7 separate regions of the Mus musculus genome follow, and all the other regions are linked to region 6. Evidence: chromatin contacts called from public HiCAR-type and promoter capture Hi-C data. All regions are on one chromosome and are shown on one strand. The core of a region is the stretch at or near the end of the contact, and the rest is flanking DNA. Distances in the headings are between cores, read along the strand shown.

Evidence for each region. Promoter capture Hi-C pulls out the DNA fragments that hold promoters and counts their contacts. HiCAR-type assays count read pairs that join an accessible place to other places.
Region 1: a promoter capture Hi-C map of liver shows a contact between it and region 6, with 4 times the contacts expected there. The contact joins the promoter of Zfp146 here to the promoter of Akt2 in region 6. A contact is called at or near these places in 5 of 39 promoter capture datasets (hippocampal neurons, liver, neutrophils and 1 more).
Region 2: a contact with region 6 is called in a promoter capture Hi-C map of liver, with 3 times the contacts expected there. The contact joins the promoter of Aplp1 here to the promoter of Akt2 in region 6.
Region 3: a promoter capture Hi-C map of hematopoietic stem and progenitor cells shows a contact between it and region 6, with 3 times the contacts expected there. The contact joins the promoter of Arhgap33 here to the promoter of Akt2 in region 6. A contact is called at or near these places in 5 of 39 promoter capture datasets (the C10 cell line, cranial neural crest, hematopoietic stem and progenitor cells and 2 more).
Region 4: a contact with region 6 is called in a promoter capture Hi-C map of liver, with 5 times the contacts expected there. The contact joins the promoter of Wdr62 here to the promoter of Akt2 in region 6. A contact is called at or near these places in 5 of 39 promoter capture datasets (the C10 cell line, cranial neural crest, liver and 1 more).
Region 5: a HiCAR-type map of astrocytes shows a contact between it and region 6, with 5 times the contacts expected there. The contact joins the promoter of Zfp566 here to the promoter of Akt2 in region 6. A contact is called at or near these places in 2 of 39 promoter capture datasets (hippocampal neurons and liver) and 1 of 115 datasets of contacts at active chromatin or transcription factors (astrocytes).
Region 7: a promoter capture Hi-C map of liver shows a contact between it and region 6, with 5 times the contacts expected there. The contact joins the promoter of Zfp14 here to the promoter of Akt2 in region 6. A contact is called at or near these places in 3 of 39 promoter capture datasets (hippocampal neurons and liver).

The regions. Positions count from the first base shown.
Region 1 is chr7:30,168,442-30,171,141 of GRCm38.p6, forward strand. Zfp146 (zinc finger protein 146) reads right to left here and starts at 1,300. Exons shown (of 2, transcript NM_011980.4): 1 at 1,218-1,300. Gm5113 (predicted gene 5113) reads left to right here and starts at 1,434. Exons shown (of 3, transcript NR_157376.1): 1 at 1,434-1,773.
Region 2 is chr7:30,444,181-30,446,880 of GRCm38.p6, forward strand. Aplp1 (amyloid beta (A4) precursor-like protein 1) reads right to left here and starts at 1,402. Exons shown (of 17, transcript NM_007467.3): 1 at 1,142-1,402; 2 at 138-281. The coding sequence starts at 1,288.
Region 3 is chr7:30,533,628-30,536,327 of GRCm38.p6, forward strand. It overlaps Arhgap33 (Rho GTPase activating protein 33), which reads right to left and starts at 1,433. Exons shown (of 22, transcript NM_178252.3): 1 at 1,299-1,433; 2 at 476-585. The coding sequence starts at 553.
Region 4 is chr7:30,279,111-30,281,810 of GRCm38.p6, forward strand. Wdr62 (WD repeat domain 62) reads right to left here and starts at 1,300. Exons shown (of 33, transcript NM_146186.4): 1 at 1,046-1,300. The coding sequence starts at 1,222. It overlaps Thap8 (THAP domain containing 8), which reads left to right and starts at 984. Exons shown (of 3, transcript NR_144498.1): 1 at 984-1,370; 2 at 1,498-1,589.
Region 5 is chr7:30,089,069-30,091,768 of GRCm38.p6, forward strand. It overlaps Zfp566 (zinc finger protein 566), which reads right to left and starts at 1,442. Exons shown (of 4, transcript NM_152814.2): 1 at 1,220-1,442.
Region 6 is chr7:27,590,290-27,592,989 of GRCm38.p6, forward strand. Akt2 (thymoma viral proto-oncogene 2) reads left to right here and starts at 1,263. Exons shown (of 14, transcript NM_001110208.2): 1 at 1,263-1,590.
Region 7 is chr7:30,050,035-30,052,734 of GRCm38.p6, forward strand. Zfp14 (zinc finger protein 14) reads right to left here and starts at 1,362. Exons shown (of 5, transcript NM_178733.5): 1 at 1,311-1,362.

The DNA of each region.
Region 1 (2,700 bases), core at 50-2,549, 2.6 Mb after region 6:
ATATTTAAAAAACTACTTTTGTTTCGTTTTTTTGTTTTTTGTTTTTACAATGTATCAACTAGTGGCAGCTATTCATAAATTTGAAAGCTACCCACTTGCAAATCTTAATCAGGTACTGCTTAACTTTTACCATTAGGAGAAAAGCCAAAGCTGCGGATGTCTTTAATGACTGCCACAGCAGGGAGAAGTAGTTTTTCACATGTGCTACACAATTCACAGAACTGTACTCGTGAAGGAGTTATGACATCTACGATATAGCACAGTAATCACTAAGTTTTTTTCAAAAAACTAAAAACATGGACCAGTGAGAGAGCTTGGGGGGGGGGGTGTGCAAAGGCGCTTTGCTTCCAAGGCTGACAACCTGGATTCCGACCCTAAACCCACATGATGGAGGACAGAACCGACTGTGGCAAGCATGCCCACACAAATAAATGTATATATATATATATATATATATATATGCTTTAAATGAGGAACTGTGCCTAACCTAAATCTAAATTAGACCCCTTAATCCTGGGTTTTTAGTGAAATGACGCTCTTCAAACCGAAACTCGAATTTGCCTAACAGCTCTATTAAAGTACCTCAAAAATCAGAAATGAAGTCTATGGCTGGCACCCCCGGGACAAACAATTCCAAACCAAATGTTTCCTTAATTAAGCATGACAGAGTAATCTGTATTCTACCTCCATTCATAAACAACCGCGTTTTAGTACACAGATCGTCTTTTAAAATCTAAACATGTTTACTAAGGCTTTCTGCACATATCACGAAATGCATTTGCGTATAAAACTCACCATCAATAAATACAGTTTTAAAAGTATTTAACCCTTAGCTTCATCCCACCTTTCAAGTAATCAAATAAAACGGATGCTCTTCGGGAAGATGGCCCCGTTATAATTATCAGCACTTTCGACTCGGGAACTACCGCGCAGACGTGATACTTCAACATGGGTCTCCTCATTGCCTCGTGAAGCATAGCCACCCACAATCCTACACCCAGCTCCACACCCACTCAATCATTCCAAATAGTGGGTCAAACTTTGCAGTCAAATTCGGTCTCAAACGCTCAAGCTTTCCTCAGAGGCCCCCACCTCCGCCTTCACCAAGATCCAATGCTCTTCAGCCCACTCCCTGAACCCCGCGCTACACCTCCAAAGATCGGAAACACTGCCCTCCAACCTCCCGAACCCACCGACCCAGGACGCCCAGATCCCACCTCCTACTTTGGCGCCACGTGGACACGACGGCCGTGCTGACCCGCGGACAAAGACCAAAATGTCCACTCGCTGCCCCTGCGTCTGCGCACTCAGGGAGTGAGTGAGCACTCCCAGAAGTCTCCGCGACATCTCAGGGCTTGTTCACTGAAGCCTAGCCAGGCTGTTGTCTATTATCAGCAATACTGCTTTTACGACTTTGGACTACACTTCCCACAAGGCACTGCGGGTTGCTTATCCGTCTCCCACGCACAAACCTGGCCGCCTCTTGTGATTTGGGGTTTCTTAGAGTAGATTGTTGTCACTTGGACCCAAATAAGCTCACGCCTGGTAAGATGTTTGGAGTGGGGACTTCCTCTTTGGTACTTCACGGGCGGCGTCTCAATAATACACTGAGCCCAGACCCCAAGGTGAAAGGACACCATCTTTGTCCGGGGCTGATGTGGCTATGGACTACGTTTCCCAGAGTCCATAGCGAGCTGACATTGTAGCTCAACTTTGATGAAACCTTTACCTTTGGCTGAAGCAGGATGCGCGCGCCTTCTACTGAGACCCAAGGTAAATGGTCTGGGGAGTACTGAACGGGGGTGGGGAACAGGCGTGTCCTGAACGGGGTTGTGCACGCTGAAGCAGGACTGGGCTGCGGGATTCTAATTGTGGTTTTGATTGTGGTGGTGACCGGTTGTCAGTGCTTACAAGTAGTGTGCTGTTGTAATCACCTGTCTCCAAGGTGTATATCTGATTGTTGCTGTGCAAACATATGTGATGTTATGTGTTCCGGGATCTTGTGGTTGTGGAAGTGGTATCCCGTGGTCCTGTAGTGTGTTGTGTGCTCGATAACCTTTATTCCTGGGGTTGTGTGGATATAGTTGTAGCTGTGACTGTGTATCTCTGGGTTAAGTGACCTTGTGTAGTACTGTGTGCAGTGTTCTGTGTCCGTGGCTCTGCGTCGGCAGTGCGTGAGTATCCTTGTGTTCTTGGAGAGAAGGGAGAAAGAAGGAGGAGGACTTTGTGACAGTGTGTAATACTGTGTGTATGCGGGTGTGGACTATCTTTGCTAAAGAGTGACTGGCCCCTGAGTGAATGTTCAGTTATGGCTGGATGATGCAGAGTACTGTGCCTTCTGCGTGCCACCATGTGTGATTGTGACTATGTAAGGAGGACCTTTAGGGATGTTAGGGAAGTGATTGTACCACAGTGGCAAGCAAACTGACTGGGATGCCTAGGTGGGTAAAGTTCTTGTGGCACAAGTCAGTTGTCATACTGTGTTTGTAATTATCCTGTAATCCAAGCTCCTACAGAATTCAGAGACAAGCATTTCCAAAACCTCTCAGATGAACTAGCTGGGAGTGTGTAGCAGTGATCAGACTACAAGGTAGAAGGCTAGAACCAACACCCAAGACTCTACTCTGCCCTCCACAAAAATGGCATTGCACACACATACCTGAATATGTGCACACACACAAAGTTAAAAAAATTATTTCT
Region 2 (2,700 bases), core at 152-2,651, 2.9 Mb after region 6:
CCCCAAGCTTTCCCTGGCTTTACAGATTCTCTCATCTCCCTAGACTCTGCCAAGTCCAGCTTCCTCAAGGGCGACCCCGCCCCAGCTTGGATCCACTTTCTCATTGACCACGCCTCTCCCCGTGGGGTCCCGCCCACCTGTCTGCAGTACTCCAGCACGCGCTGCGGGTCCAGAAGACAGCGTCGTGATCGCTGTGGGTCTGGTTCCCAGCGGCCGGTGCGCAGGTCCCGGTGAAGGGTTAGACGCCCACATAGTCCAGCCACTTGAGCCGACCCCGGAGCCTGGGAATGAAGGCAGATGGGGCAGTGAGGAGCCAGGGCAACGATGTCATCTGTGTTGTCTGGTTCTTTGCTCCCTAAAACCCAGATAGGGCTCCTGCCCCTATCTCTAGCACCAGCTCCTTCTAAGCACCTTCTGAGTGGAGAGACCGTTCCCCGGGAAACAAATCCCGTGGGGCTGGAGCGCCCCAGCTCTCCCGTTGCTATGGTGACCTGGGTCCCCACCCCCCCGCCCCGTTTCTCGCGGCCTTGTTGCTGAGAAGACAGGCTCCGCCCCCGCCCCAGCGGCTTGGGTCTGAAGCCTGAAGGGGTTAAACTTGAATCGTGTTGGGGGAGGCGGGGGGCGAACCCAGGCGTTCTGGCCCCTCCTCCCTCCATCCCCAGTTCAGGTTCCCACTGAGGGGGTGCAAAGACGACAGGGCCCAGCTTCCCAGCAGGCCTGCACATCAGACCTTTAAGGACTAGAGGAGCTATATCCGGATTGAGTAGTGGGTGGAGGCCCGGACTACTGGATGTTTGAGGGCAGGGGGTTCATGTGGGTCCAGATAATACAAGGGACCTGGGTTCTTAGAGCCAAGCGCCTACTGCCTGGTGCGTCCTACGCTTAGGTGGGCAGGTCTTGGGGCTTTGTCGTCTAGGGGTGCTCTGGATTTCTTGGACCAGAGGCTCTTGGAAAGAGCCAGGTCCGACGATGCGGGTGGGAGGGGGCAGGGACGTCAGACGATGGAGGAACCTAGGAAAATCTACAGTTCGGATCGCGTGGGGCAGGCCACCTGGCCAAAAGGACTGCGGTGGCCGTCCCGCGTCCAGGTCGAGGCCCGGTCCCGCCCCTTCCCCATCCCCAGGACCCGGCCGGGCCTCACCTCGGCCGCGCTGGGGCTCCCAACAGCCAGGTTCCCGACGGCGAGCTGCGCGCGCAGAAGCAGCAATGACAGTGGCAGCAACAGCGGCAGCGGCGGCGGTCGCCAGCGGCGACCCTGACCGCGAGCGGCGGGGCTGGTGGGCCCCATGTCCGGGCCTCGGGCCCTCACGTCCCCTGCGCTCCCGCCCGGCCCTACCCGGCCCCAGCGGTGACAGGAGCTCCCAGCGCCACCGCCGCCTCCTCCTCCCGCCGCCCCCGGGCTGCGCCGGCGCCGCCAGCCCCGCCCCGCGCCGGCCCCGCCTTCCCAGCCAGGACAATAGCGTGGCGGCTCTGCGCACTGAGAGGCTCCGGAACCCCGGGAGGGAGCCTGCTCCAAGTCCCAGCCCCTCAAGATTCCAGGTGTCACTGTCCGCGTGAAGACCGAGTCACTAGGTTCAGTCCTGGGCGTAGCCGTTTTCTGGACTTTCATCCTTGGCCTTCTCTTCTGGCAAACGCAGACACCCAGCATCAGCTTTGTCCTCCTCCAAGGATGCCAGAATCCATGGGGGTGGGGGTCTTCCATAAATCCCTCTCTTGAGGTCCCAGGAATATAGACCTCCGAATTTTCCCAGTCAAGAATTTAGGGAGTGTACTAGGAAAGCCTGTAATCCCGGCACCTGAGAGGAGGGGGCGGGAGGATAGGAGTTTGAAGCTAGCCTACCTACATGCAACCCAGTCTCAAAAGACAAAACACAGCTACAGCTAGGTAAATCTGCTCCCTTCCAGGCCTCTTCTGTCTCAGGACCGGAGGCCAAGTCTCCCACCCTTGCTTCCTCAAACCTAGGAAGCCTTCCTGCCCTGATTGCCAGGTGTCTGGATCTTCAAATACTCCCTCCAAAAATCCATGACTAAACCCTTTCTTTACAGATGACTCGGGTCAGGTGCTGGATACCATAGCCTTCCAAGACCAGCACCTGAGGACCACTGTGTGGAGTCCCCCATTCTCACCCTTTCTAAGGGCCACCTCAAGTCTTCTGCCTAAAGGGTTCACTGTTTTATCTTAAGTGAGTGTACAATATTCTAATCCCCCCCCCCGAAGCAGCCCAGATGTGTGTGTGTGTGTGTGTGTGTGTGTGTGTGTGCATCTGTATGGTGTGGACCTGCCCACATTTGTCTGTCTTTCTGCTTTGTGTGTGTGTGCATCTCTGTGGATGTGGGTGGGGTGAGGTAGTGGTGTATTATTAAAAGAGTTTAAAGTGGAATGGTGATGTGCACCTGTAATCCCAGAGGGCCTGAGGCAGCAAGATCAAGAGTTCCAGGCTAACTGCTGAGAGAAGGCTCAGTGATGAAAAGCACTGGCCGCTCTCTCAGAAGACCCGGGTTCAATTCCCAACACCCACACTGTCTATAACTCCAGTCTTAGGGGACCCATCCCTCTGTTCTGGTCTCAGGGACCAGGAATGTATATAGTATACAGTAACACATGCAGGCAAAACACCCACACAAGTAAAATAAAAATAACAGATCTTAAAATACAGAGAGAGAGAGAGAGAGAGAGAGAGAGAGAGAGAGAACCTACAG
Region 3 (2,700 bases), core at 183-2,682, 2.9 Mb after region 6:
CTCAGACTGGAATGTGGTTTGCACACCGTCACTAGGTTCTCTCCTCCTCATTCCTCATGTGTGTTCCTTCAGAAAGCCCTCTCTGTCCATCTAAGGCTGTTTCAGACAATTGTCTCCATCCCATCCTGTGGGCTTTCTCCATCCCATACTACACAACTATACCTGAGCTTATCCATCTCACTCTGAGATGCTTCCTGCAAGGAACTCATCTCTCCCTTTGGAAATAGGGCCCCAGGCTGACACCCTCACCCCCACCCCCGCCAATGCCCAACAGAGATCAGCACAGAGTTAGTACTGTATGTATGATTCTTCTCTGGGTCCCTGACACGCAGTGCCAATCCAGTTGCACGGCATAGACTGGGCAACTCTGATGAATAAAATAACCAGCTGCCAGATGGGGATTCGGGGATTTGCTAGACTGGGCTTTTTCCCTCCTCCGTGTCCCTGCAACCCCAAGTTCATCCCTGGGTCTCACCCTCAGAGTCTGTCCCCTGCCAGCCCATGAAGCTCCCCAAGGCAGGATGGGATCTGACTGTTTCTGTGCCTGGAGCATGGGGCCTGCACAGAGGAGGTCTCAGTGAATGTCTGTGGAGTGAGGGAATGAATGGATGAATGAGCGGGAGCAGTATGGAGGAGGGGAGATGAAGACAAGGAGATGGAGAAGCCCCAAGGCTCAAGTGGAACGGAGGCGGGAGGCGCGATGTTGGCCTCGAGTAAGGATCGGGAAGCGGCGGGAGAGACTTCGATAAAGGTTCAGATCGATGTCGGTGGAGGGATTGAGAGCGCGTGGCGTGGGATGAAAATGAAGAAGAAAAGGGTCAGGCAGGGGATGGAGTGAGATGGGGGTGGGGCTCAGGAATGAGAAAGGGGCTGTTGGGAGCAGGAGGTGGTGGTCGGGAGGGTGACTGGGGATGAGGATGCTGAGGAGGGCGCTGGAGTGGGGGCTGGTTTCCAGGGAGCCTCGGCAGACGCCTGCAGGGGGGAAGCCCTCATGGGGCGCGCGGGTCCTTCCCTGAACCAGCCCCCTTTTCTCAAGTCCGGATCCTCCGCCACTGTCACCCCTTTTTCAGGGCCCAGAAGGGGGAGGGAGGAAATGTGCGCTGAGGGGGCGGGGTCGAGGCCCGGGCCGCGACCCAGGACCGCACCGAGGTGGAGACCGTAGGGGACCGCGAGGAAGGGTGAGGGGCGGCGCGCAGGCCGCGGGCTCGGGCGGGGCCGGGGGCGGGGCGCGCAGGGCGGGGCCGCGCGGACAGACTGGCACGCGGACACACAGACTGATGGCCCCGAGGGCCCCTCACCACCATGGTCGCGGTAGCCTCCTCAGACCCCGGCGGCTTTCGAGCCCTCGTTCGCAGTCCTCGCCACCGCCGCCTCCGCCGCCATGGTGACACAAAGGGGAGGGCGTGAGGCGCGCGCGGGCGGTCGCAGGCTCCTCCCCTAACGGCTGCCGGGGGGGTCTCTGGCGCGCGCCCCATGAGGGGCGGGCCAGCGGGCACGCGGAGGCCCTTCTCATTGGCTCCAGTTTTGGCCTGAGGGCTACGCCCCGCCCACAAGGCGGCTGCTTATTGGCTTTGAGTGCTGCTCTACTTCCCGCCCCCATCCCCGCCCCGTCTCTCCAGTCCCACCCCCCGAAGTTTGACAGCGCCACGCCCATGGATGGTTGGCATTGGCTGTCAGGGCCCTCCTGAGATAAAACCCTGTATTCTTTATGCTCCGCTGCCGCCACTTCTCTCCTTAAGCAGCCTGCCCTTTCCTCCCGCGGTCGCTCCTCGGACGTGCTTCATTGGGTTCGCCTACGACTATCCCCCACAAGCAGCCTTTTCGAAATGCGGGTCCTCCAGTCCCCACGCTGTCAGTCCTGATCCTGACCCCGCCCACAAGCTTTTTGATCTCGCACACCCCGCTGTGTCCCCACCCTAGGCTCTGTGCGACTTGGCCTCCCCCTATTCACTGGACATCTTTCCTTGTTTCCCTATATTCGCTTATTTGAGGCTAGCCTTTGACATCTTTTTCTAGGAAAAGCTTCTGTATGGAATGCTATGACATTCATGCCTCTCAGAAAGCCAGGTGCAGTCTTTTTTCTTTTTTTAAACGATAGAGAAGTGCCTAGAAAGCATTGCAGCCACACCCTTTCCGGAAGGATGCTTTCACTGATCTGGACCTGAGCAGGCCTCTCGTTTCGGTAGCACGCTCCCGGTCCAGGCTTTTAAAGACTTTGATTATTTAATTCGGGGATATACCAATAATCAAAAAAAAAAAAAATACAGCCTTACCCATATGGAAGCTCAAAGGCTAGTATGAACTAGGTGATTTCGGTTTGTAATCTCAGCACTGGAAAAGTGGGTGCAGGAGAATCATGAATTTGAGGCCAGCTTGAGCTGCATAGTGAAAATCTGTCTCAAACAAACCAAATTAGGGACTGGAGAGATGGCTCAGCAGTTAGCACTGACTACTCTTCCAGAGTCCTCAGATTTCTACTCCCTGTTCCAAGCACCCACATGACTGTTCACCAGCTACAGCTCCAAGATGTCCAGAAGATGCTCTCTGTGGGCACTAGGCACACATGGAACCCCCAACATATACACAGGCAAAATACCTGTATGCATTAAATAAAAAAATTTAAAACCTCCAAATCAAAGGCTGATGGGGGAAGATAATGAACAAAATAAATATAAATATGTATCATCCGAGAGAAAAGCT
Region 4 (2,700 bases), core at 50-2,549, 2.7 Mb after region 6:
CAAAGCTGACTCTGGGAGAATGAACTCTCAAAAGTTGACCTCAGCCAGTCTGGTCTACACAGCCAGTTCCAGGTCAGCCAAGGCTACACGGAGAAACCCTGACCAAAAAAAAAAAAAAAAAAAGTTTTACTAATAGCATTCCTTCTACCCAAAGTCATTTCTTTCTGTGACTCAAATTTTGTGGAACTGTTTTGTACACCCTGCTCCCCAGGCAGCAGTGCTAAGATTTTTACATTCTCCATAATTTTAAGCCGTAAGTAGATAAAAATCAGTTCTAGTGAAGGAACAGGAAAGAAATCAGGAACAGAAAAAGGAAGGAAGACCAAGAAATGTTACGCAAATAAGCCAGGCAAGTACTCCGGAGGCAGAAAGGTAGATCTCAGAGCTCACAGCCAGCCTGCTGGTCTACAGAATGAATTCAGTCACAAAGAAATCCTGTCTCAAAAGGAAAAAACAAACAACAAAAACAAAAAACAAAAAAACCACAACAATATAACAACAACAACAAAACCCACAACAATATAACAACAACAAAACCAGGGGAATGTTAACCAAATAGGGGCCTGGAAGAGCACACCTTACCCCGAGGCGCTACAGAGGAGGCGTGGCAAGAGCCAACAGGCCAGCCTCTCGCTCAGACTCCGATACAGCACACTGGTGGCTGCAGTGGTCCCCAGCCCTATTCCAATAAAATCAAAGACACACTGGAATGAAAGGGATAAGTGTCTTAGGTCACTCACTGAACAGTAAAGTGATATTAGAGATGATTTGTAAATGCAAAACCATTTCCCGGGAGTTAGAACTAAAATAAAGCAATGTGCCAACTCTAAGTGGAGCCAGAAAGATGGGCAGCACCAAACCCTGAAGCCAGCAGGAACGCAGGGGGAAAGCCTCTGCCAAGGGGGCGGGGCTTCCGGACCAGGCGGGCCTGGGAAGCCGCCTGAGGGAGCAAATAAAGAAGCGATGGGAGGGACCGAGGCCCCGAGGCGGGACCAAGGTGGCAGAGAAGCCCGGAGTTGGGTAAACAGGACGACCAGCCTCTCACCCGGTTCTGCACAGTGTCCTCGGGAGCCGCCGCGAGTCGCGTCCGCCGCCGGAGGCAGAGCGGTGGGGCAGGAGGCGGGGAGGACTGGTTTCTCCGCGCCGGAACTCCCGCCATGACAGAGGACAGCTTTTCTATCGTGTCACTCCGCGTATAACCTCCGGCCGCTAAGGCAGCCATCATGCTGTCGGAGACCAGTGTCCGTTACGCTTCTTAACAGCCGCCTGTAGCCAGCACCCACTCGAATAGCGAATGGCCGCGGGAAAGCCGGCGCCACCGCCCATTGGACGCAGCCGGCACCCCGGCTGGCCAATCACAAAGCTTCCGGGTAGGCTCATTGCCCAATGGGAGATAAGAGGCGGAGCTAAAGGAAGGTGGGGCCAGGGCCTGTCTATTTCACTGCTTACTGAGTCTGGCTGGGTTTCTCTACTAACCTGTGCTTTCTCTGTTCATAGACACACAGCTTTTAACTTTGATGGAGCTCATCCTGTCTTTTGCAACAGTCCCGGGAAGTTATTCAAGCTGTACCAGTCTCATGGATATAGGGGTAGGGTGAAGCCAAAGAGCCGTGGGCTTGGGGTCGGGAACAACACCGCCCTACTCTTGCCTATACAAATAGTGAGGTTTAGGATTGCGAAGATTGTAGCCAGCTGCTCTCCATCCCGTGATTGGGGCGTAGCCGCGGTAGCACGAGGAACATTTTGTACGCATGCGCCCTCAGTTTCCCCTGTCACGTGTTGCAGTGTTGCTCTTCCCTGGGATGACGTGAGGCGGATGGATTGCTCGGGGACCCGGACAGGGTTTGGCCCAGACTCAAGTGTTATTGCTGACTGGGCAGGACTGGCCAGGGTAGGACAGCTACACATAAGTACATTAGGGCTCCAACACTTTGGGGCGCCTGGGCAGGGACAATTGGCCTGGGAGATTCGAACATGGGGCGTGGCCCTGGGAGGGGCGGGGTTGGTCCAGCTTTGAGTCTTGGGAGCTACTGCTATGAAGCTGTAGATAGTTCATTGCTACCTTGGGAGCGGAAGGGGTGAGAGGGATGTGCACACACATCATTCTCCCTGTTCATTTTTTGGCTTATTTTTCTCTTTAAACGGTTTTCTGGGGCATCACAGGTTGAGGTATGCAACGGTGTCCCCACCACTAGAATGTCAGCCCCTCCCTGAAGCCAACAAATTTTATCCCATTTCCTGTTATTCCTAGGTTGCTAGACTAATGCCTAACACATACTATTGTCCATCAAATGTTTGTTGGAAGGGTTTGATTTTTAGCCCAGAAGTCTGTTGGGGTTTGGGAAGCGTCGCACAAACCGCTTAAAAACCGATCTCAGTTAAACAGGACTGGTTTATTGAAACTCCCCCCACCCAAAAAAAACCCCCAAAAAACAAAAACCAGCAACAACAAAAAAACCCAACTGATTGATCACCCAGACTCGGAACTGTAAGCTACAACCCTAAACATTTCCGGGGCCAGTTTATATAGGGGGAAAAGGCATAATGATCTGATAAGTAGGTGCAGGGAGAGCTGCAGCGTGGTTGGCCTTCTCCTAAGTTTTTAGTAGTTAAGACATAACAGTTCAAGGTTGGAGAGATGGCTTAATGGTTAAGAGCACTGACTGCTTTTCCAGAGGTCCTGAGTTTGATTCCCAGCAA
Region 5 (2,700 bases), core at 192-2,691, 2.5 Mb after region 6:
GAAAGTGCAGGGATAAATATGGAGCAGAGACTGAGGGAACAGTCATCCAATGACTGCCCCAACTTGAGACCCATCCCATGTGAGAGAAACTAATTAACTCTACTAATGATACTCTTGTGCTTGCAGACAGCAGCCTAGCATAACTGTCTCCTGAGAGACTTCACCCAGCAGTGGATGGAGGCAGATGCAGAGAGCCACACTCATCAGGTGGAGCTTGGGGAGTCTTGTGGAAGAGTATGGGATAGAAGTGAGCAAGCCAGAGGGGTCAAGGATACCACAAGAAGACCCAGAGTCAACTGACCTGGGAGCATGGAGGTTCACAGAGCCTGGGTCACCAACCAGGGAGCATGGAAGAGCTGGACCTAAGCACACTCCCCACCCCACGCCTACACGTTTGTAGCAAGTGTGAGCTTGGTGTTTATGTGGGTCCCCCTAAGAAGTGGAGCGGGGGTTGTCTCCATCTCTGTTCCCTGTCATTGGATCACCCCCTACTTCGACTGCCTGATTGTGCTTCCTAGACCTGCTGGGACTAGGTGCCCCAGGGAGGGGTGGTACCCAGAGGGACTCTCCTGCCCAGAGGACAAGGTAAGGGGGAGATGGAGGGAGGGATTTGTAAGGGTAGGACTGGGAAGCGAGGAAGGAGGGTGGCTGAGATTAGGATGTAAAGTGAATTTTTAAAAGTAAACATTAAAAACAGTTGGAAATACTCATATGGCTACCCTTAATAGTCGAGATGTATAAATGCTTCAGATCCTGAAATATCAAACAGCACAAAGACTCAGTTAAGCCGCTATCCCACTTAACACGGGGAAGTCCTACACAGCTGTCCAAATAAACAAAGTAAAAGACAAAGAAAAGCATGATAGCTCACAAATGAACCTCTAAAATGAGCAAAGGCTAAAGAAGAATGCACGCAAGATACACATTCAAAACTTCACACTCACAACCCACACACAGACCCACAACAGAGACACTCGGCTATCGGAAACCTACCTACGAGAAGACAGGACTACCTACTAGGGGCTCAAAAAGTAACTTAAGCACAACTTCACTTTTACCACACAGAATCCACAGGTATCTGCGCCTGCACTGTGCTGCACGTGGTCACAACATCACACAGTCGCACGCCCCTACAGAGACAGAACACTCACCCAGTCAGCAGCTCTCCACATCCACACACAATGCCGCACGTGTCCCCAGCTCGCTCCCTCCCACTCACCAAGGGGTGGTGGCCGCCACGGTGTTAGCAGAAACTGATGCTCATCACCAGTCCAGCCCCTTAGCGCCGCGATCACTGTTCACAAATTAGCCGCACAATTCCGACTCCTCTGCCGCACAAAGCCCAGCCTCGGCGTTCGCCCCGCCTCCTCCCGGGTTCCGCACCAAAGGCCTTCCTTGCAAGCTGCCAAAGCCCTGCAATCCTTCAGTGCACCTCCCCTCTTGCCAGCAAAGCTCTGAAGTCACGCCAGGCGCGTGATCTTCCCGCGAGAAGCCAGGGAGCCCTCTGGGAAATGTAGTCAGTCCGAGGGAACGCGGCAGACAAGATGGCTCCCGATGGGCGGGGCTTCTAACGGTCCCTCAGTGTGGTGGACGAGCGGAGGACACCCCAAATAGAAACGCATCCTCAGGATACATGGAACCCTATATCAGCTTCCACTACTGCATTTAAAATCATTCAAAAAAGTTAGGAATCTGTTGATTTCCCGGACTTTTGGTATTATCTGTAGAGGATAGACTGCATCAGGAAAGGGGCGGAGAACTGGTAGGGGGCGGAGTGTGATTTGCATAGTAAGCATAATCATGCGGCTGAGACTTCTAGTAATATAATTCAGTGCAATACGAAAAAAAATATATTGAAGGGGGAAAGTTATCTCAATTTCTCAGAGAGCTAAGCCTTTGCTTGGCCACCTCTAGCGGCCGAGTTTCCCCCCGCCCCAGAAGTGTGCAGGAACAGATCTCCTCCGCAGATGTGTGACTTGTTCTGGACATGCATTTGGCTTGGTACTCATTAGCAGGTCCTGTAGGTTGAAAGGGTGGATACCAGGACCACACCTTGGATTCCCACATGCTTCTAATGCTAGCCCGCAGGAGGAGCAGGAGGATCAGGGTCATCCCTGGCTACTGAGAGGTAGTTACATTAAAAACTACAGTGGAACACTTGGAGAAAGCATCTTCCTTTGAAGTGATTTCCATAACCAATAAATATACCTAGTCCAGGAGATAACAAGTCAGTCGGTCTGAAAAAGACATTAAAGTTGGGGCTAGAGAGATGACTCAGCGATTAAGAGCACTGGCTTCTCTTCCAGAGGACCTGAGTTCAATACCCAGCCACCACATAGTGGCTCACAATCATCTATAAGAGGATATGATGCCCTCTTCTGGCCTACAGATGTATATGCAGCAGAGCACTCACATTAAATCTTTTAAAACGACATTGAAGTTAAAAGACTACATCTCTGTATAAATCAAGATTTTCTCTTCAGAAAATAGGGACAACACGGCTTACCTCACTTCTCTGTTAATTGCAAAGCTGCCACAGTCCTAACGAAATAGATACTATAAAGACATGAAGATCTTATAAGGATATGAAGTTACCCAGAATAGAATGGAGCTGAGGGAGAGCTGCCGGTAGACTACCCCAATGATAACGGGTATACTAACCAGGCATGTTAGAGGGAAGTGAAGTTTGGGATTGCTGGG
Region 6 (2,700 bases), core at 13-2,512:
GGTGGGTTACAGCCGTGCAACCTATATACCTTTTTTTCTGTGAGCGATTTTCTGTGGTTTTAAGTCTTACATGGGCTCAAGTTACTCCATATGAGAAATTATAAGTCCCACATTTATTTAGATATATATCATGTGCAAGTGACATTAATATTTTGAAGTCACAGTTTAATAAGAACTGTTTTCGTAAGATAATCCAAGGTTATTTGTGTTTTGAAGATGTGGATTCTTGAGATGTGGATACAGAAGTCAGCCCATAGTTACAGAAGAGGATATTCTAATGTGGGGTTATGTGGCTCAAAGCTTGAGTGCAACATCTTTTTTTTTTTTTGAGACAAGGTCTAGCTGGCCTGCCCCAACATCCAGAATGATGCAGTAACAGACCTGTTGCCATACCCTGCTTTGTGCTTGATCTTAACTAACTTGTTTTGGGTCTCTATAAGTAAGCATCTAGGAGCCTGGCAGTGGCAGGCCAGGCCTTTAATCCTATTGCTCAGAAGGCAGAAGCAGGCAGATCTCTGAGTTCAAGACAGCTTGGTCTACAGGGCGAGTTTCAGGACAGCCAGGGCTATACACAGAAACCCTGTCTCGAAAAACCAAAAAAAAAAAAAAAGTCAGGCTGGTAAGATGGCTCAGCGGTTAAGAACACTAACTGCTCTTCCAGAGGTCCTGAGTTCAAGTCCCAGCAATCACATGGTGGCTCACTACCATCTATAAGGGGATCTGATGCCCTCTTCTGGCCTGCAGATCAGAGCACTCATACATTAAGTTAAAAAAAAAAAAAAAAAAAAAAAGAAAGAAAAAAAGAAAGTCTAGGACAGTGTTTCTCAGTCTACCTAATGTGACTCTTTAATACAGTTCCTCATGTGGTGATCCCCCAAACATAAAATTATTTTCGTTGTCACTTCATAACTAATTTTGCTATTCTTATGAATCATAATGTAAATATCTGAATTTTCCGATGATCTTAGGCAACCCCTGTGAGAGGTTCCCAAGTGAAGAACCGCTGGTCTAGGAACTAGGAAGGCAGGAAAGAGAAGAATAAAACAAGATCAAAGCATATGTAAATAAAGCCCTTTGATTGCCGGGAAGTAATCACTGGGCCTTCGGGGAAAGCCTACTTGTTGGTGTCCTACTGCGCATGTGTAATGCTACCCCCCCCTCCGCCCCCCCAGCTCAGAACGGGGCTCTTAAAAAAAATAAATAAATAAAAAGTTAACGTGACGGGTGCCTAAAGTACGCAGGCGCGCTGCCTTGAGCCTGCCTGCCTCCTAGTTCCTGCGCTTGCGGTCTGATGTTTTCTGAGGCCATTCCCTTGGTCTACTACGTCAGTTCCTGTTTGTGGCTGGAAAAGGCGGTATTTCCGGCCAGCGGGTGGGAGGGGGCTGTGAGTGGGGGCTGGGGGCTGGGGGGAGGGGGCGGGGGGGCCCGCGCTGCGCGAGCCGTTGGGCCTGACTCCGAGAAGGCGTCGCCGCCGCCAGCACTGCCGCCGTTGCTGCCGCCAGTTCATAAATAAGGAGCGGGAACGAGCTCAGCGTGGCGATGGGCGGGGGTAGAGCCCGGCCGGAGAGGCTGGGCGGCCGCCGGTGACAGGTGAGTACGCCAGCGCGTGTCCCCAAGCGCCCTCCCCTCCGCGATGGTCGCGTCCTGGCCCCCCGTGGGGCCTCGCTGGGCCGTACCACCCGTGCCCGCCTGGCGGGGACCACGGACCTGGAGGCTCCCCCCCTCTTCCGGAACGGAGTGGGGGCGCCTGCTGCGGGGCTGGGGGGGACAAACCCAGAGGGACGCGGGGCGGGTGCCGTGGTCCATACCACTGCGGCGGCGGGGGGAGCTCTCTCTGAGTGTGCGGGCTGGGGGCTGCCCTCGGGGACATCGGGGGAGACAGCTCCTTCTCTGTGGTGCCAGCCTGTCCAGCTTTTGAGGCGCTCACCGTGTCAAGTGCCGCTTGGGTGCTTTGGGAGCCGTTCCTATAGTGCACTTAGAGGGATGGGAGCTTCTGGAGAGGGGTCTGGGCCCAGGGTGGCCGTGTTGGGGCAGTCAGGGTAGTACCACCTAGACACGAGAGAGCAGTCTTTGTACTTAGAGGAGAACAGGGTCGGGTGGAGGGCTGTGATGTTTATCATCTTTGAGGCACAGGGTGCTGGGAGGCCCGAGTGAGTGTTAAGGGGCGTACTTTTAGGGGTGTGATACTGAGTGGGCGAGGAGCGCTTTTCTCTTCCTGTAATATGCAGGGGTGGGCGTTTACACTCAGCTCACCCTTTCTTGAACTTCTTTATGACTTTGGGGAAAACGGGATCGTTACTGGGCTGCTTTTTATCATGGGGTTGTCCACTCACCACTCCAGAACCCTCTCAGATTATTTCTCTTTAAGGTGTGTGGGACATCCTTTGGCAAGTTCTTTGCTTCCGGGGGTGGAGATGTGTTTTAGAAGTCACTGAAGTTTTCTGATCTCTAGTCTGGCTCCCTACTAGGAAAGGGAGGGGCTATCGGGCTTGGATAAGGAGAAGTGCCTCTGGACCTGCCTGTCACCTTTTGGGCGGAAGGTGTGTTTTAAGGGACAGCTCTCTAGAGCGAAGTGGGGGGGGGGCATCTTTATTCTCAGAATTTGGGGCCCCTGTTTCTCTCATTTGGAGAACTTTTGGCACCTGGTGACAGGCCTCCCCCTGCTAGAAAACCATAGGTTCAGGTCAGGCTGATTTTTAG
Region 7 (2,700 bases), core at 112-2,611, 2.5 Mb after region 6:
GTCAGTATAGGTACAAATTGTTTAAAACAAGAACAAAACGTGCTATTCTGGTAAGAAGCGTGGTTTAGCAAAGGAATCTTCCACAGTAATTAAAAACGAACTAGCAAAGCAGGCTTCGTGGATAAGAAAGCTGCAGCCTGGAATGCAGAGATGGATCAGCGGGTTACACTCTCAGCACCTACGTGACTGCTGTAACTCCAGTTCCAGAGAATCCGATGCCCTCTTCAGGGCTCCTCAGGCGCAGTCACACTCAGTGGTGCACAGAAAGAAAAGCAGACAGAAACACTCACATACGTAAAAAACGAACATGTTAAAAATTTAAAACCTGTGAGGCTGGAAACAGCTGTACTGCTAGGAGCAGTGGCTGCTCTAGCAGAGGATGCAAGTGTGATTCCCCGTACTCACATGGTGTTTCACGACCGTCTATAACTCCAGTTCCTGGGAATCAGACACCTTCTCCTGGCTTCTGCTGGTATGTGTATACACACAAATACACACACACACACACACACACACACACACATAAAAAAGAAAAAATACAAAAGACATTTGTAACCACACAAAGAGGGCCTGGACCCGCATTTAATCAGAGACATAATCTCTGAGTGATGCTTACTATCAGTCTGCATGAATCTGTCTCCTCTACCCTGACCAAGATAACACCAAACCGCTGCTTCTTTCCAAGCTAACTTCATTTTCACTTTCACAGTAATGAGGAGTAAATGTCCCCATGCCTGGAAAAACAAGGAGTACACTTCATAGGACAACGAGAAAGAAGAAAGTTAGGCTATTTTTTTTTCCGCAGTAATGTTGGGTCTCTATGTATGCAACAACAATCGTTTCCTGCTTTTATTCCCTCGCCTTCCCTAAAATGAACAAGTCTGGGGAAAAGGTCAAACCGGGAAGGTGCGGGCTTGGTAGCCTGGGGACACACCCCTCGCGACCAGCCCTTCCACACACATAACCTACTGGAAATGGAGCGCCGCGGATGGAGAGGACACTGGCCGCCACCGGAGGGGCAGGTTTGACAGGCGACGGCCACCGGGGCTGCCTGGCGGGGAGGGAGCGCGTACAAAGCAGCCCTGCGGTGGCAGCTGCGCTGTCTTTTTGTACGGAGGGCCCTCACTCTGAGGTTCACACACAGAACTCAGAGCCATGCTGGGCCTCTGGGCTCTGCAGCGGGAAGACGGAGGATGCAACGGGGTACGCGGTGTCCACTCAGCGTCACCGACTCCAAGTCTCTCAAGCCAACTAAAGACAAACCTACGCTGCCCCCGCGACAATTTCCTCAGTGCAAGGGACCAACTCACCTCTCAGAGCGGACCGGCGCTAAGCAGCCGGAAGGATGCTGCGCAGAGGCCTGTGGGAAATGTAGTCCATGGTGGGAAAGACTGGGCCAACGCAGCGGAGTGCGCAAGCGTGCTCGGGGCTGTGATGGGTGGAGGCCTCTGGGTGTGATCTTGGACCAGCTGGAAGGGCTAGGAGATTCCGCTGCCCTCTGCCCCCAAATCCCCACCCCAAACCTAGCTCACTGGGCTGGGGGTTGTGTCGTTGCCCTACCAGGGCTGAGAACACCATCATCACATTATCACATGCTTAATATGTGAGATAAGCATATTCTCACCCCAGCGAGGGTGTAGGCATGATCAGGGAACTCAGTAAAATACATTCTCCAAAGGTGCAGTCCCACATCTACCCAGGGAAAGGTTGCTCAGGCTCCTTGGAGTTCCCGCTGCCTCTGCTTTCTCCCACTGTCCCTTCTAGCCGTTGTGTATATTGGTCTAGTCGTTGGTATTGGCCTTAGGTTTTGTTTTGCAAACTGGAGATGAAGCCAAGACCTCTAAGACTGGAAAGATAATTATGCTTTCTTCTATCACAGTGGTTCTCAACCTGTTGGTCGAGATCCCCCCCCCCCTTGGGGGTCAAATGACCTTTCACAGGGACCACCTAAGACCATCAGAAAACACAGATATTTACATTAGGATTCCTAACAGTAGCAAAATTACAGTTATAAAGTAGTACCGAAAATAATTATATAGCTTGTGGATCACCACAACATGAGGAACTGTATTAATGGGTCGCAGCTTTAGGGAGGTTGAGAACCACTGCTCTAACATTTTCTTGTGTTTGTGCCAGGCCTCATCCGGTCTTCAGGAGACTGAAGCATGCAGACTGCAAATTCAAGATGAATGGAAAAAAAAAAAAAAAAAAGGAGGACATGACTGCTCCCAAGGGATTGAGATCTAAGAGAGAGCACTGGCAGGGGCGTCTGAAAGTAACCAGGGTGGCCATGACTGCCGGACTAAATGGGGCCATGTGAGGGGAGGGGGTGGGGTGTAGGACAGGCTAGAAGCCAAGAGGCCAAGTGCAGCGGGCAAGAGGTAACAAAAGGACCTTGTGCCCAAAATGACTGGGTTATACAGGAATCACAGAAGCTGGGAGATGGGAAGCCCAGGCCTGGGCTACAGAGTTTGGGATAGTGGGGGGCAAGGTATATCAGCCAGGATGTCTCTGTAATAGGTGCTGGGGATGTTGAAAGATCCTCATCGATCCTCTTGTTTCTTTCCAGAGCGCTGTTATTACAGGCATCCGTCAACATTCCCAGCGTTGGGACGTTAGTTTTAGGAACGTGACAATTGAGAGGCTGGTGAGATGGCTTAGTGATTGAGAACCCTTGCGCTCTTGCAGACACAACACATA